Regions from separate parts of the Mus musculus genome. Here region 2 is linked to region 1. A link is a contact called in public promoter capture Hi-C data. All regions are on one chromosome and are shown on one strand. Each heading gives the region's core, a stretch centred on a gene start, on an enhancer-like site or on the middle of the called end of the contact. The rest is flanking DNA. Distances are from core to core; before and after follow the strand shown.

Region 1 (6,726 bases), core at 2,595-5,094:
CCAGTTTATGTCATTTAATCAGAATCTAACTTTGTTTTTCCAAAAGTACTTCATAAAAGGATTATGGGCACATGTGTATGTCTCCTAGGCCTCTCTACGGCATAGTTTTGAGTATTTGAGGACCAAAAAAAAAATTGTCTTTTGTTCTAGTCTTCCTGTTTAGGCCAAGAGAATTCACAATAAAATCCACTTCAGCAGAAGTTACATTCTTTTGACACTTTATATCAATCTGATAAAGTTTACAATCACCTGAGAGATAGTCACACACACACACACACACACACACACACCTAACTATCTTTATTTTTAATGTTTTTTAATAAATCACTTATTTATTTAATGTATATGAGTACACTAGCTGTCTTCAGACACACTAGAAGAGGGCATCAGATCCTATTACAGATGCTTGTGAGCCACAATGTGGTTGTTGGGAATTGAACTCAGGACCTCTGGAAGAACAGAAAGTTCTTTTAACCCTGAGGTATCTCTCCAACCCCTCTTCATCTCTCTGTATTTAATTTAAACAGCATTATATCACTTTCCCTCCCTCCCGGCCACTCTCCCACTCACTTTTCTTGAGCTGTAAAAAGCCTCTCCCTTTGGCTAACCATAGCCATAGATTTCTATGAACATATCTAACTGAACTTTGGGAGAACAGACCTTCCAGCCAAGCTAGTTATACACCATCCTACTATGGAATCATTCTGTAAATTTAGCCTGCCTTTAAGAGAACAAGAGCCGGGCAGTGGTGGCGCACGCCTTTAATCCCAGCACTTGGGAGGCGGAGGCAGAGGCGGAGGCGGAGGCGGAGGCGGAGGCGGAGGCGGAGGCGGAGGCGGAGGCGGAGGCAGGTGGATTTCTGAGTTCGAGGCCAGCCTGGTCTACAGAGTGAGTTCCAGGGCAGCCAGGGCTAAACAGAGAAATCCTGTCTCAAAAAGAAAGGAGGGGGGAGGGGGGAGAGAGAAGCTTCAAACCAGCCTTACTTGCCTAGAATTTCCCATACAGTCAGCTTTACAACCTAATTCAGAGCTTTGAATTTAAATTATGCACTCTTCCATGCTGCTGACTGAGAGAAATGTATGCATATTTGTGTACACAGTTTTGGCAATCCTTTGCTAAAAAAATAACTAACGGATTAGAAGCAATCTCATATGACAGAAATCCATAGTCTGGATCTGAAACATGAGGCAAACACTTGAGTACTGAAGGAGATGGAATCCCCAGAATGCAGTGCTTTGGGGAGGTGGAAAGACCACAGAAAGTGGGTCCTAATGAAAATTAGGCCACCAAAGGCATGACCTTTGAGAGGTGTCTTAGTTAGAGTTTCATTGCTGTGAAGAGATACCGCAGCGACTCTTATAAAAAAAAACACTAAATTGGGGCTGGCTTCCAGTTTCAGAGGTTTAGCCCATTATCATCATGGTGGGAAGCATGGCAGTACGCAGGCAGAGATAATGCTGGAGGAGCTGAGGGTTTTACATCTTGATCCACGCAGGCAGCAAAATGAGACTGGGAGCCCCAGTGGGTGTAGCTTGAGCATAGGAGACCTCAAAGCCCCTCCCCCACACAATACATCACACTTCCTCCAACAAGGCTACACCTACTCCAACAAGGCCACACCTCCTAACAGTGTCACTCCCTATGGGCCCAGCAAGCATTCAAACACATGAGTTTATTGGAGCCATATCTATTTAAACCTGTGGGGAAAGCCTGCAAATGAAAGGGATAGTCTACCATGTCGGGTCGGGATAGCTCCTCTGATCTCCACACAAAATGGAAGACTTCCTTCACCAGCAAGGCTTCCCTTTCTGGAACCTTGTCTGAGGAATCCAGTTTCTCTCATCTTCTACCTCTCTCTCTCTCTCTCTCTCTCTCTCTCTTTCTCTCTGCTCATATATAGTCCTTCTCTGCCCTGAATAAAGTGTACGCATACAAGCCCTCCCTGAAGAAAGGTATGTACACAAGCTAAGATGGTCTAAGAGAGCTATTCATCAAAATCCTTGGAGAAGGCCTTCTCCCTGGCACCTGCTCACACTAGACTGGAGTCCTGTAGACCCCACTGGTTCCGAATGCTGCTTCATCCTTCAAACCTGGTGTGTATCAGCTGTGTCTGGATACTTTAGAGAGGAAACAGAGGAGGTAGAACTACAAAACCACCACAAGTGGACTCAGTCGCTTCCTCTATTTTTGTTCTTCAGCTGCCATGAGGTAAAGTTTTTCTCTACCACACAGTCTTACATAATATACCATGTAAGACACCATGAGTCAAAGCAATAGATTGGATAACCATGGGTTCTAACCTCTGAAATCATAAACCATAATAAGACTTATAAATTGATTATCTCAAGTACTTTCACTTAGTGATGGACAACTGCCTAATGGAAGAGGTCTCAAGGAACCTATTTGAAAATGGACATAATACTACGATATAGAGAAAGGTGTTGTCTGATTCATACCAATGTGGAATGGGATCTGAATCCTATGGAAATATGCAAAAGTAAGTTATTTGTTCCATGGCAGAATTAGGGAAATGCAGCTTCAGGAGGAACAGCTTGTGCTCACAAAATTACTGATTATGTGATCGTTTTCAAAGAGGATTTGGGCCATTGAAGACAACAGGGATGACTGGTCTCAGGTGGTTTTTGATATCTCCTCTAACCAGCAAGCCTACTACAGAAGGGTTAAAAGGCATTGGCTCAAGAAGTAAAGCACAAGCATGACTTGTTGGTGATGCACTTGGGGACACACATGAGATCTCAGAGACGGACACACACTTCCACCAGAGAGTTTCTGATGGGACCGGTTCATATAAAACACATTCTGTTTCCACTTTCTTCTCATTTCGACACTTCTACCCAACCCTTAACTACTGCAGACTTCCAGTCAGAAATAAGACCAAGGTGAGTAATAATATCACAGCAGAATAAACTATAGCGACGATGGAGTTCATCCATAAACTGTTTTGACTGCATCCTAAGTGTCTTAGTGTCCTAAGGATGGAAGTGTTTATTGGGTTCACAGTGCAAGGTTTCAGCGCATTGTTGTGGTGATGTTATAGACAGCAGGAACTAGAGGTGGCTACTCACATCCAAGGTCAAGCGCACACAGCAATGAGTTATGCACGCATGCTAAGTAAGTCTTCAGTTCTGGTCCAGGGATGTGGAAATGTTACCACCCACATTCAGGGTGGGGCTTCTCACCTCAGCCCAATTAAAGGAAAAAATCCCTCACAAGCCCACAGGACAATGTATTCGAGACAATTTGTCACTGAGTCTTCCGAGATGGTTCTGCATTGTATCAAGCCCACAGACAAACGTCCACAATCAAAACTAAATATCACGCCGGGGTTTGTTTATTCAATTTAAATACACACTAATACACCACGGGACCCAGGCAAGCATCCCAGGTTTTCCCTCAGCTTCACATAAGATTTACAACAATCTCTGTTTTGTTCACTTGAGCATATTATTAGCACCTACAGTTCATAGACTCGGACATTTTAATTGTATGAAACCATCATGGAAATTCACAGGTACGCGCAGATGGAAAAAACAAAACAAAACGAAACATCACGTGGTAGCACAGTGCCGTCAAGCAATGACGTGACCTGGTCATCAGCAAATTATAAAGTCATCTGGGCAGATGACATTCTTTTATTCTGAGTCATTCCTGCACCAGGATGACTTCTGATTGCATAATGGGATCAAAACCTTGTTTTTGGAAGCAATGAAAACCCGTAATGTCACTCTACATTCAGAGGCACAGACACAGCCCTGCCTCCGTAAAGCTCCTAGAGTGCCAGCAAGATCAAGTGGCACGCAGGCCGCGCGTGGGCGGGCAGCGTGGTGACGTCACGGTGCGTCGGGTGCGCCCCGCCTCGGCTCGGCTGGTCGCCAGGGGACGCTCGCGGGCCGGGTCTCCTTGGCAACCCTCCGCTCTGCCCCTCCGCCCCTTTAACCTTTAGGCTGCGCAGTTCCGGGTCCCTCTTCGTTCCGTCCCGTCCCGTCCCGTGCCTTCCCTCCCCACCCCTTTGGGCTTATCCGGACCGGAAGCGAAGATGGCGGCGGCGGCGGCCGAGCTGGTGATCGGCTGGTGCATCTTCGGCCTCTTGCTCCTGGTAGGGGAGGCGCTCCGAGTTCTCCCAGGGTGAGGGGGTGGGAGGAGGAGGAGGGCGGGCCAGCGCTGGCCTCGCCTGTCGGGGACCCTCCTCGCCCGCCCTGCTCTCTGCTGGGTCCGCGAGGGTCTCCGGAGGAAGGCGAAGAGGCGCTGATCCTCCGCGGTCTCCTTCCTAACTTCAGCCAGCTTCTGTCTCTTGTCTGAGAATGTAGCTGGCGGGTGAGTTTGGGGACGAGCGACCCTCGGGGTGGAGAAAGGCGTGATCACGGCTTGAATTGGAGTCCTCACCGCCTCTGGGCCAGGCTTCTGGGCTCTGACAGAATCAATTGTTTATTTGTTTAAATGCCTCCTTCCCCCCCCGCCCCCCCTTGTTTCCCCGCGCCCATTGTGCGATTCTGCCTTGATGACGTGAGTGTCACGTTCTAGGTATTACATTCCACTTAGAACGCTGTAGAGCCGCTTGGCCAGGCGGGAGGTTATTACCTGTCTGACCTCAGGTGCCTTCTTTTCCAGACTTCTCTGATCATTGGGTGCACAAAACCCAACTGTAGTGACTCAGAGTGACCTGGTTGTTACTTTCTGACTTCGTTTAGTTTGCTTCTCTTATGACATTTCATATTGTCAAATCCTTCCCCACTCTACAAAGACTTCAGTCCTATGGTCAGTTAGTGTTTGCATTTTGAAACTCGTCCGATGTGTTTCAGATTCCCTATACTGACCCTTGGGTAGTTTGTTCAGGTAGTCAAGTTTTTCAGTTTTTCATCAGGTAGCGCGCGCACGCGCGCACACACACACACACACAGAGATACAGACACACACACAGACACACACACGCACACGACACTTGCCTTGCATGTTCAGGAACCCTAAATTCAGTCTTAGTACTGGCATGCTCCCTTCACTTTAACAAATCCCATTGCCCTGGGCCATGCTTAGCTTGTGTCCTGGAGGGAGGCTATCTAGCCCTGTACTAGGAGAGAATTCACTGGCTTTCCCAGCCCATATGTTTAGTGAAAAATAAGCATGTTACCAGCAGGAACGTAGAGTTGGAGTATCTTGATTAATGAAAAAGCATTTAAAGCACAGTAGTTTTACTGTGGATACAGTAGTTTTATCTAGGAGGATACAAACAAAATAATAAGTGGCTTTTTAAGAGGGGGCTGATCATAAGTTAGGAAATAGAGATCTTAAGCATTGAAAGAGAAAATATGATTTTATAAGGGAAATAGGACTTGGGAGAGGATACTGTTGGAAGAAAGTGCCAGTGGAAAAGTAGCCTTTGGATAGTTTGTGGCCTTGAATCAGGAACAACCCGGCAGTAGAGAAGTACTGTTGCGAGGTGCAAAATGTGATTTACTAAAAATTAAACGGACAGTGGTGGCACACGCCTTTAATCCCAGCACTTGGGAGTCAGAGGCAGGTGGATTTCTGAGTTCAAGGCCAGCCTGGTCTACAGAGTGAGTTCCAGGACAGCCACAGATACACAGAGAAACTCTGTCTCAAAAAACAAACAAAACAAAAAACAACAACAAAAACCCCCAAACAAACAAAAATTACTGTCAGTCTGTTTAGTGCTTGGCTTATTAGAAAGGAGCTGTATTCATGTCTGCTTTTCGTTCTGTCTTCAAGAAAGTTATTTTGGTTGAAGTGTGTGTACAAAACCTAGTCAGAAGTAGAGGACTGTTTTGGTAGCTGGAGATGTTCTTTGTGATTGCACCAAAAGCTAGCACATACCAGTTTCTTCAGGTTCTGTGGCAGTGTGCAATCTAAAACCGAGAGCGTTGTCTTCCCTTACGTTCAAGGCCATGAGTCCGACTAAGTGCTGAGGGGAGCTTTTGCCCATTCCTGGCTCTGTTTTGTGATCTCTGTTTGCTACTTAGGAGCTAGTGGTAACTCGCAGTTCATCTCCTAAATATGGATATACTGAATTAGGCAGCATCATATATTACACTTATTAAACACAGATCTGGTCAGAAATGTCCTGAGAAGTCCTAAGTATTGAAAAGTTGTCAAGCTCACACTACTGTGTTCAAGCTTTCCAAGTTTCTAAATGTCACTCAAAAGCTTGAGGTTTTAAATTACACTTTAGGGCTGGAGAGATGGCTCAGCAGTTAAGAGCGCTGACTGCTCTTCCAGAGGTCCTGAGTTCAATTCCCAGCAACCACATGGTGGCTCACAACCATCTGTAATGAGGACCCGATGCCCTCTTCTGGTGTCTCTGAGGACAGCGATAGTGTGCTCACATACATGAAATAAATAAATCAATCTTTAAAAAATATATGTTAAATTACACTTTATTCATTTGTATGGTTTGTATGTGTGTTGTTCCTGGGGCTGGGGTGGAGTCAGTGCAGGTGTGTGTGTGCATGTGTTCATGCATGAGAGAGTGCACCGCAATGTGTGGGTGGAGGCCAGAGGACAACTTCCTTCTATTTATGGGTCTTGGGAACAAGCTCAGCTCTGACACCAACATCTATGCTGGTTAAACCCTCTGTAGGTTTTGTAAGTGATATTTCATTTTTGTTCATTTGAGAAGTACCACTAAAAACCAAAGTCTAAGTCACTTTAGTTTCAGTTGTTTTTTCAAATAAAGAATGCTGTTGTGTCAGG
Region 2 (6,726 bases), core at 1,419-3,918, 6.3 Mb after region 1:
GTTATTAAGCTACTGGGTTCAAAGTAAGGAGTATGGCTTTTCTTCCAAACAAAACAAAACAAAACAAAAACACTTTTAATGCAATTACCCCTTTACATTTTAGTCTCTAAAGTTTAAATTTGGGGGCCTGCCTTTTTGTATTTTGTAGCAGCTCCTTTACATTTAAGAATAGTGTAAGCACAGTTATAGCTTTAGGTAAAGCTTCTCAGTCTGCAATTGGCACTGTCACTAACCTCTGGAGTGAAGTGTGTGGGAGGGAGGGTGGGTTCCATCCCAATCGATCAGACTTAAACAAGACGCTAGGACTCATCAGTAGGGAGGCTGCCTAGAATGCCAGGCCATCTTGTTTCTATAAACCACATTGCACTGCAGGATAATTCTCTAAGTGAAACTGTAAGCAATCTCCTTCTTAAAAGATCCTAAGAATTTTTATGCCATCTCTTTGGATCAGATTGGCTCTTATAAATACGGACTTATGGACTTACTTAGATCTTCAAACATATCCTACTTAAGACAAGTTCAAATAAAATATACACAATATTATCTTTTTGCTATTTTAAAACTCCAATTCCACTTCTCTGCTGCAAAGCTAAAATCCAATTCAAATATGAAAAGAGGAAATCAAGACTTTCTAATGGTCTCAAACAATGTAACCATAACTATGATCATTGACAGATACATTTCCATAAGTTCCTCCTTAAAAAAGCTAAAGCAGATTGGTGCCAGCACCAACTAGTATATTCATAGTCATACGATACTTTTTCAGAGTCTATGCATAAAAGCCTTTCAGATAAACCCAATAGAAGTAAAATGGGAATTAACAAAACCCTTTAAGGTCTATCTACTCTAGGCAGTTTGTGGTGGAAAGAAAAGCAGTTGCACTTAGTAACAAGAACACTCAATGACAACCGTTGTCCTTCAGAGCAAACTACTCAAGTAAAATCTTGAAACAAAAAAACAAACAAACAAACAAAAAAATCAGTCAAAAATTCCCTGACTATTTTTATAGTGAAACAAAGGAACTAATCCCCCAAACTCTTATTTACTAGGAGGTACCACAAGCAAGACAACTTATTCCCGACACGTGCCCTCACAAAGTACATCTATTCAGTGCGTTAAAAAACCCAGTGTAAATTACCAGTAAAGATTAATACTTCAGAGAGCAGACTCCCTCCAATAATCTCAAAAATATTATTTATTTATATATATACATATATATATAAATACATACATATGTATATATATTGCATATATAAAAATCTTTTGCCCGTGTATATAAAATGGTCCTAAATTTTTTTCTTCCTTGTTTTTGTTAATTTGGCACTTTATTGAACATTCATACACAGGTCCGATATAGCTTTTAAAGAGTTCCATTAGGAAGCTGGAGGGCAGCAAGAAAAAAATTTTCCTGAACTGCTTTGAAATGAGTGGAGCCACCCAGTGGCTGGAGGACACTTCTGTTAAAACAGTGGAGACCACCGAAATCCTTCTTAATAATATCCTCCCACTCCCTCACAGGCAAAACCTCAACATGATAGGCAGCCAAGATACACGACGAGATCGTCCCATTTTAATTGCATGCACCATAAGCAAAAAAAAAAAAAAAAAAAAAAAAGGATCATTTGTGTGTGTGTATGTGTGTAGCATTAGCTTCAGTCTGTCAGACTCTAGAATCAAACCAGTCTGTGGGATCATCTGCTTTATCCAATTCTGTTCCAAATACACTCAGGTTTCAGGTAACGCGCCCAATCTAGCGCGTGTGCAAGCGCTGTTTCCTTCCGGGAACAGATCGCGATTTTCTGGTTTTCCAACCGTTTTAGCCGGCACGAAGCAAACAGCAAAATAATAATAATAATTAAAAAAAGCAAGCCAGGATAGGATTCATGACCCCTAAGCTCCGGAATCCAGACCTCTGGTCACCGCACAGACCGTTCCGACACCGTGGAAATTTCAGCTCGCCAGCGGTGGAATGGTGCAGGGCTGCTCGCTCAACAGGAGCCGCGCAGTTCTGCCCAGCAGCTCCTGTTGCTCCAGCCCAAGAGCGGACCGCCCCACGCGCAGCCCGCCTCGGGGCCGAGTCAGAGTCCCCCTCCGCCGACCGGGTCGCCACTACCGAAGCCCGGCGGCGATCGGCAAGCCCGGGCTTGAGCGGCGCGCACAGTCGCGAGGTCCGCAATCACGGGTTCACGGTGGCGAGCGCGGGCGGCCACCGAGGCCATCTTGGGAGGCCCCGGGCGCCCGGTCCCGGTCCCCCCGCAGCCCCGCCCCGCCCCGGCCACGTCCACGACGCCCGCGCGGCTTCTCGGAACAAAGGCCGCAGGGTGGCACGCGCACAAAGCCGCTGGGCTGCCCTGCCGGTCGCTCCGGGTCCGGGCCCCGCCGCCGGCGTTTCGGTCGCCCGGCCACCCTCCTTTCCCTCCTCGGTCGCTCGCTCTAACAAAGGCCGGGCCCGCGGTACTCACAGGAATATGTCTACTCATTGAAGATTGTGGCCTAATCATACAGCCGGTCCCGAGGCGGCGCAGGCGGCGGCGGCAGGGCAGGCGGCGGTGGGCGTCGCGGGGCGGCGGCGGGGATGCAGGCGGCGGGGGCACCAGACGACCATGCAGTGAGCTGCCCGAGGAGCGTCGCCGAGCCGGCCGCAGCCCAGAGCCAATGCGCGCGCCCAGGCGCCCCTGCGTCACAAGTCCGCCCCTTTATAGCCGGCGCGACGTGCGCACAGGCGGCAGCCAATCACGGCGCGGGACGCCTGCGGCTCGAGGCGGGGCCCGGGACGCAGACGTCACTCGGGGCAGCCGCCACCGGTGCGAACCGGTTGATGAATGGCGCGGTGTGCTGGCTGGTCCTCGCCACCAAACGCTCCGGTCGCTAGAGCCGCGAGTTCGCCTCAACTTGGAACGCCTCTCCGGCGGGCGGAACCCTGTAGCCCGAGGCCATAGCTCTGTCGCGCTGGCCAACGGTTTACCTTGGCCCTTGCGCCCGGGGATCTCCGTCATCACTCCATATTGATGTCGCATGACCGCTGGGCGGCTGACTCACCGCTCCAGAGCCCGGCCCTAGTCTGGGACTAGGGATTCTCGTCACCACGGGCACTTCCACGTGTGGGAAGGCTCTCCGCAGAGATTAGCCGGTGGAACCCAGGAAATGTCCCTATTTTTTTTTTTTTTTTTCTTTCGAGGCACGTGAAGCCTAGTTGCTTCCTAGCCTTTCTTCTTCTCCCCCCACCCCCTTTCTTTTTAGGTTACACCCCTAAACTGCTGATTCTGGCAACTGCAGTTGGCTCGTTTGTGGCATTTCGAAATCACATGCATCCTTTGTACTGCTGCTCATTCTCAGATAATGAAAGGTTAGCTTTTGCTAAGGGGAAGCTTTTTTTTTTTCTTTTTCTTTTTAAATTAAGAATCTTCGGCTTTATCAAGGGCTGATGTAAGTTTTTGCGTCAAAAGCTAAGCTTTCCCCTTTTGTTGATCTTCAGTCCTGTTCCAGTGTCCTTTTAATCTAGGCTTCTAAGTGAAGCCTGAGTGCAGCTGTTTCTGATCATACAAGGGCAGCTTTTATCTGAAAACCCTTTCTGCTCGCTTGTCTAGGACAGGTAAACAGGACCTTTACCTGCTTTGGAGAACTCAGCTTTCCAATAACACTGAGGCCTTTTGTTCCCTGTTTTTCTGCACATTAGGCCGGAGAAATCATAAGTTGTGCTCTCTCTTATTGTGTACCGAATTTTGTGATTTATTAGCACTTCTATTTAGAGACTTCCTTGCATAGTTACTTAAATGTCTTATAAACATGCAATCTGTAAGCAACGTAAGTACATTAAAAAAAGGGGGGGGCAGACCTTTAATAACAGCAACAACAACAACAAAAAGCAACTCATCGTCATTAAAAATTGCTTGGCCAGGGATCCATTTAAAGTCAAGAACTTGAAGCATAGATCCCTTCACAAATAGAGGTAAAGTGAGGTAACAATTAAATTATGTAAGTCCTAAGAAAATGCAGGGAGATTAAAAGAAAAGTCTTTGAACAGTAAAGTGAAGTTGAGCAGACCAGGAAACTCAACCGAAGACAGATTGAGTATTACAGAACTAAAACCTTTCATATGACCAGTGACTTTGGGTAAGTGTTACTTAAGCTTTGGAAAAACATGGGCAGAATAATTAGTGACTAGCTTGGCCAACTTGTATTAATAACATACTTAGGCATATTAAATCTGCCTCCCCTATTCCAAAGGTTGGTCAACACTGTAAAACAAAAATAATGACACCTTTTCCAAAGGGGAATTTGGTGAGCTAAAATAACTGAGCAAATAGCAAGCAAAGGTAAATCAGTGTCTTGGTTTCCTTGTAGAACTCGTGATGCAAATTGTGAGCTGTGTAATCCACAGATCCCGTAATTGCTGACGATATTTGCTGATGTATGGTACTTGGTTAGCTGTCCTCATTGAGCCCTAGAAGATTGGCTTCTGCTCTCAGGAAGGGGAATTGTCTCCACCGGGATTATCCTTTTATAAGGAATTATCACCCAGTCCTATTTTGGAAAGGGACAGATTTCCATCCTTTGCTGCTGAAAGAATGTATCTTAAACCAGATATAAACTTGTTGGTCAGTCCACTCAATTCTCACAAGGCAGTCAGAGTCTCTTTGGCAGCTGCTGTTACTTGGTGTCTTGGGCTGGTTTCTTTGTTTGCTGAGGGTGTCTGTTCTAGTCATTGAATAGTTGGAAGCTGATCCCAGGAGTAAGTATCCCAACATTGAGCAAGGAGATCCCTGTGGACCAAGTCAATAGGACTTACCCACTTGTGGTTGGCACATTAAGCACCTCTATTTAACAGACTTTAAAAGAAGAAAACAACCTTGAAAATCTAGTGATTAGACTCCAGAAATCCTAAGTGGAAGGGAACCACTTTTGCCAAACAAGATGGCCACTTGAAGCTCCTTAATAAAACCTGTCCTTGGAGCTTTTATCAGCATATGCTAAGTATCAAAAACATTACCTAGAAGATAAGCAATGCAGGGAAGGTCACCACGGAAGATTAAAGGCCTCAGAAGGCAACAGATCAAATCCGAATGAGAATAGAGAATCTTTTAAGCACAGCACATCTGTAAACAATGATTCTGTTTATGCCAAGTGTATAAAGAGATTTCACTCTCAGAATCCTTGGATTATATGGGGCCATAAAAGCCCCACCAAAGGATTACATTTACATAGCAAAATGATATTGTTGCACAGAAAGATCACAAGTGACATTATCAACTGGGGACCACCAAATAATGTATATGTGGACTAAGTATATTTGGTATGGGCAAGTAACCAGATAGCTAGAGCTGGGTAGCAGTGTAGATACTTGGGCAGAGCTCCCATTACCATGCTTAAGAAAGGTTTTAGCAAAACTGGGCATACAGCAATGGCCACTGTCACTATTGCTTAGGATAGCAATAAAACCTAAAAACTAAAACATCCTATGGGTAAATCTTTTTTTTTTTTTTTTTTTTTTTTTTTTTTTTTTTGGGGTCAGGCTGGGTCTAGTTATACAGACTTGTAATCTCAATTACGTTGGAGGCCAGAAGATCCAGCATTCACTCTGTCTCATAAAGCAAAACTGTACTGGAGTGGTTAAGAATCTGAGTTGTTCTAGAAGACCGGGTTTGGTTCCCAGCACCTGTGTTGGGCTCTAGATCCAAGGTTTGTGATGCCCTTCTCTAGCCTCTGTAAGCACCACCTGCTCCCACCCAAAAATACACAACTAAAATGCAACAAGAGCACTGGTGATATTGCTCAGTGGTTAGAGTACCTTGCAAGACCTTGAACTCTGGGAACTTTCAATTCCCAGAACTGAAAAAAGGTAAAAAAAAAAAAAAAAAAAAAAAAAGAAAAAAGAAAAAGAAAGAAAGGAAATATTACTATAGTCAGATGCTTTGAATAAAAACACAGTATTATGTCAAAATTCCTATTGGAATTTTTGACAGCAATTTCCAGTGAGGGGCTAAATTTGTTTGCAATAAACTTTTCAAGGAATAAACCTCAGAGGAAATCCATAGGCCGATGCAGACCATTATGTTTCATAAAGTCAGACTACATAGAAACTTTCAGTCGAATAGGAGATTACTACAGCTAAACATTCATGAATAAACTCAGGCGTATCAATATTCAGCATCTTTTTGAGGTTTGTGCTTTTGTTTTTAAGGTAAGGTCTCAGGTGATGCAGGCTGGCCTCAAACACTAGCTAACATAGGCCTTGAGTTCCTGAGCCGCCTTATCCTACCTCCCAAGTGGTAATACTCCAGATGTGCCTTACTATGCCTGGCTAAAGTGAAGATAGTAAGTTATCAAATAAAATCATCAGAAGTAATAGTTTCTAAAACTAAAGCCAGAAACTTAACATTTTGAAAAGTTAAGAATATTCTCTGTAATCTGTATCATAAGCATTCTCTTCCCCTTGTCAAACTTCCATGCAAACCTGAGAATTGCTCACATCCTCTTCAAACCAGACAATATGTTTTCATTTTAACAACTTTTGCTACTTAATATAAAGAATACTTCCTTGGGAGTGGAGTGTGCACATCAAGATGTGACAAGACAGATTGGTCAAGAGAATAGTATTTTTTTAGCCCTGGCTGTCCTGGAACTCACTCTGTAGACCAGGCTGACCTGGAATTCAGAGATGCGCCTGCCTCTGCCTCCCAAGCGCTGGGATTAAAGGCGTGCGCCACCAACAGCACCACCACCGCT

What was found. Promoter capture Hi-C pulls out the DNA fragments that hold promoters and counts their contacts.
Region 2: a contact with region 1 is called in a promoter capture Hi-C map of pre-B cells. The contact joins the promoter of Ptp4a1 here to the promoter of Lmbrd1 in region 1. A contact is called at or near these places in 2 of 39 promoter capture datasets (cranial neural crest and pre-B cells) and 1 of 484 Hi-C or Micro-C datasets (CD4 T cells).

Annotation. Positions count from the first base shown.
Region 1 is chr1:24,674,700-24,681,425 of GRCm38.p6, forward strand. Lmbrd1 (LMBR1 domain containing 1) reads left to right here and starts at 3,845. Exons shown (of 16, transcript NM_026719.2): 1 at 3,845-4,117. The coding sequence starts at 4,058.
Region 2 is chr1:30,947,087-30,953,812 of GRCm38.p6, forward strand. It overlaps Ptp4a1 (protein tyrosine phosphatase 4a1), which reads right to left and starts at 2,669. Exons shown (of 6, transcript NM_011200.2): 1 at 2,463-2,669. It overlaps LOC115487084 (a long non-coding RNA gene), which reads left to right and starts at 2,785. Exons shown (of 1, transcript NR_164183.1): 1 at 2,785-4,252.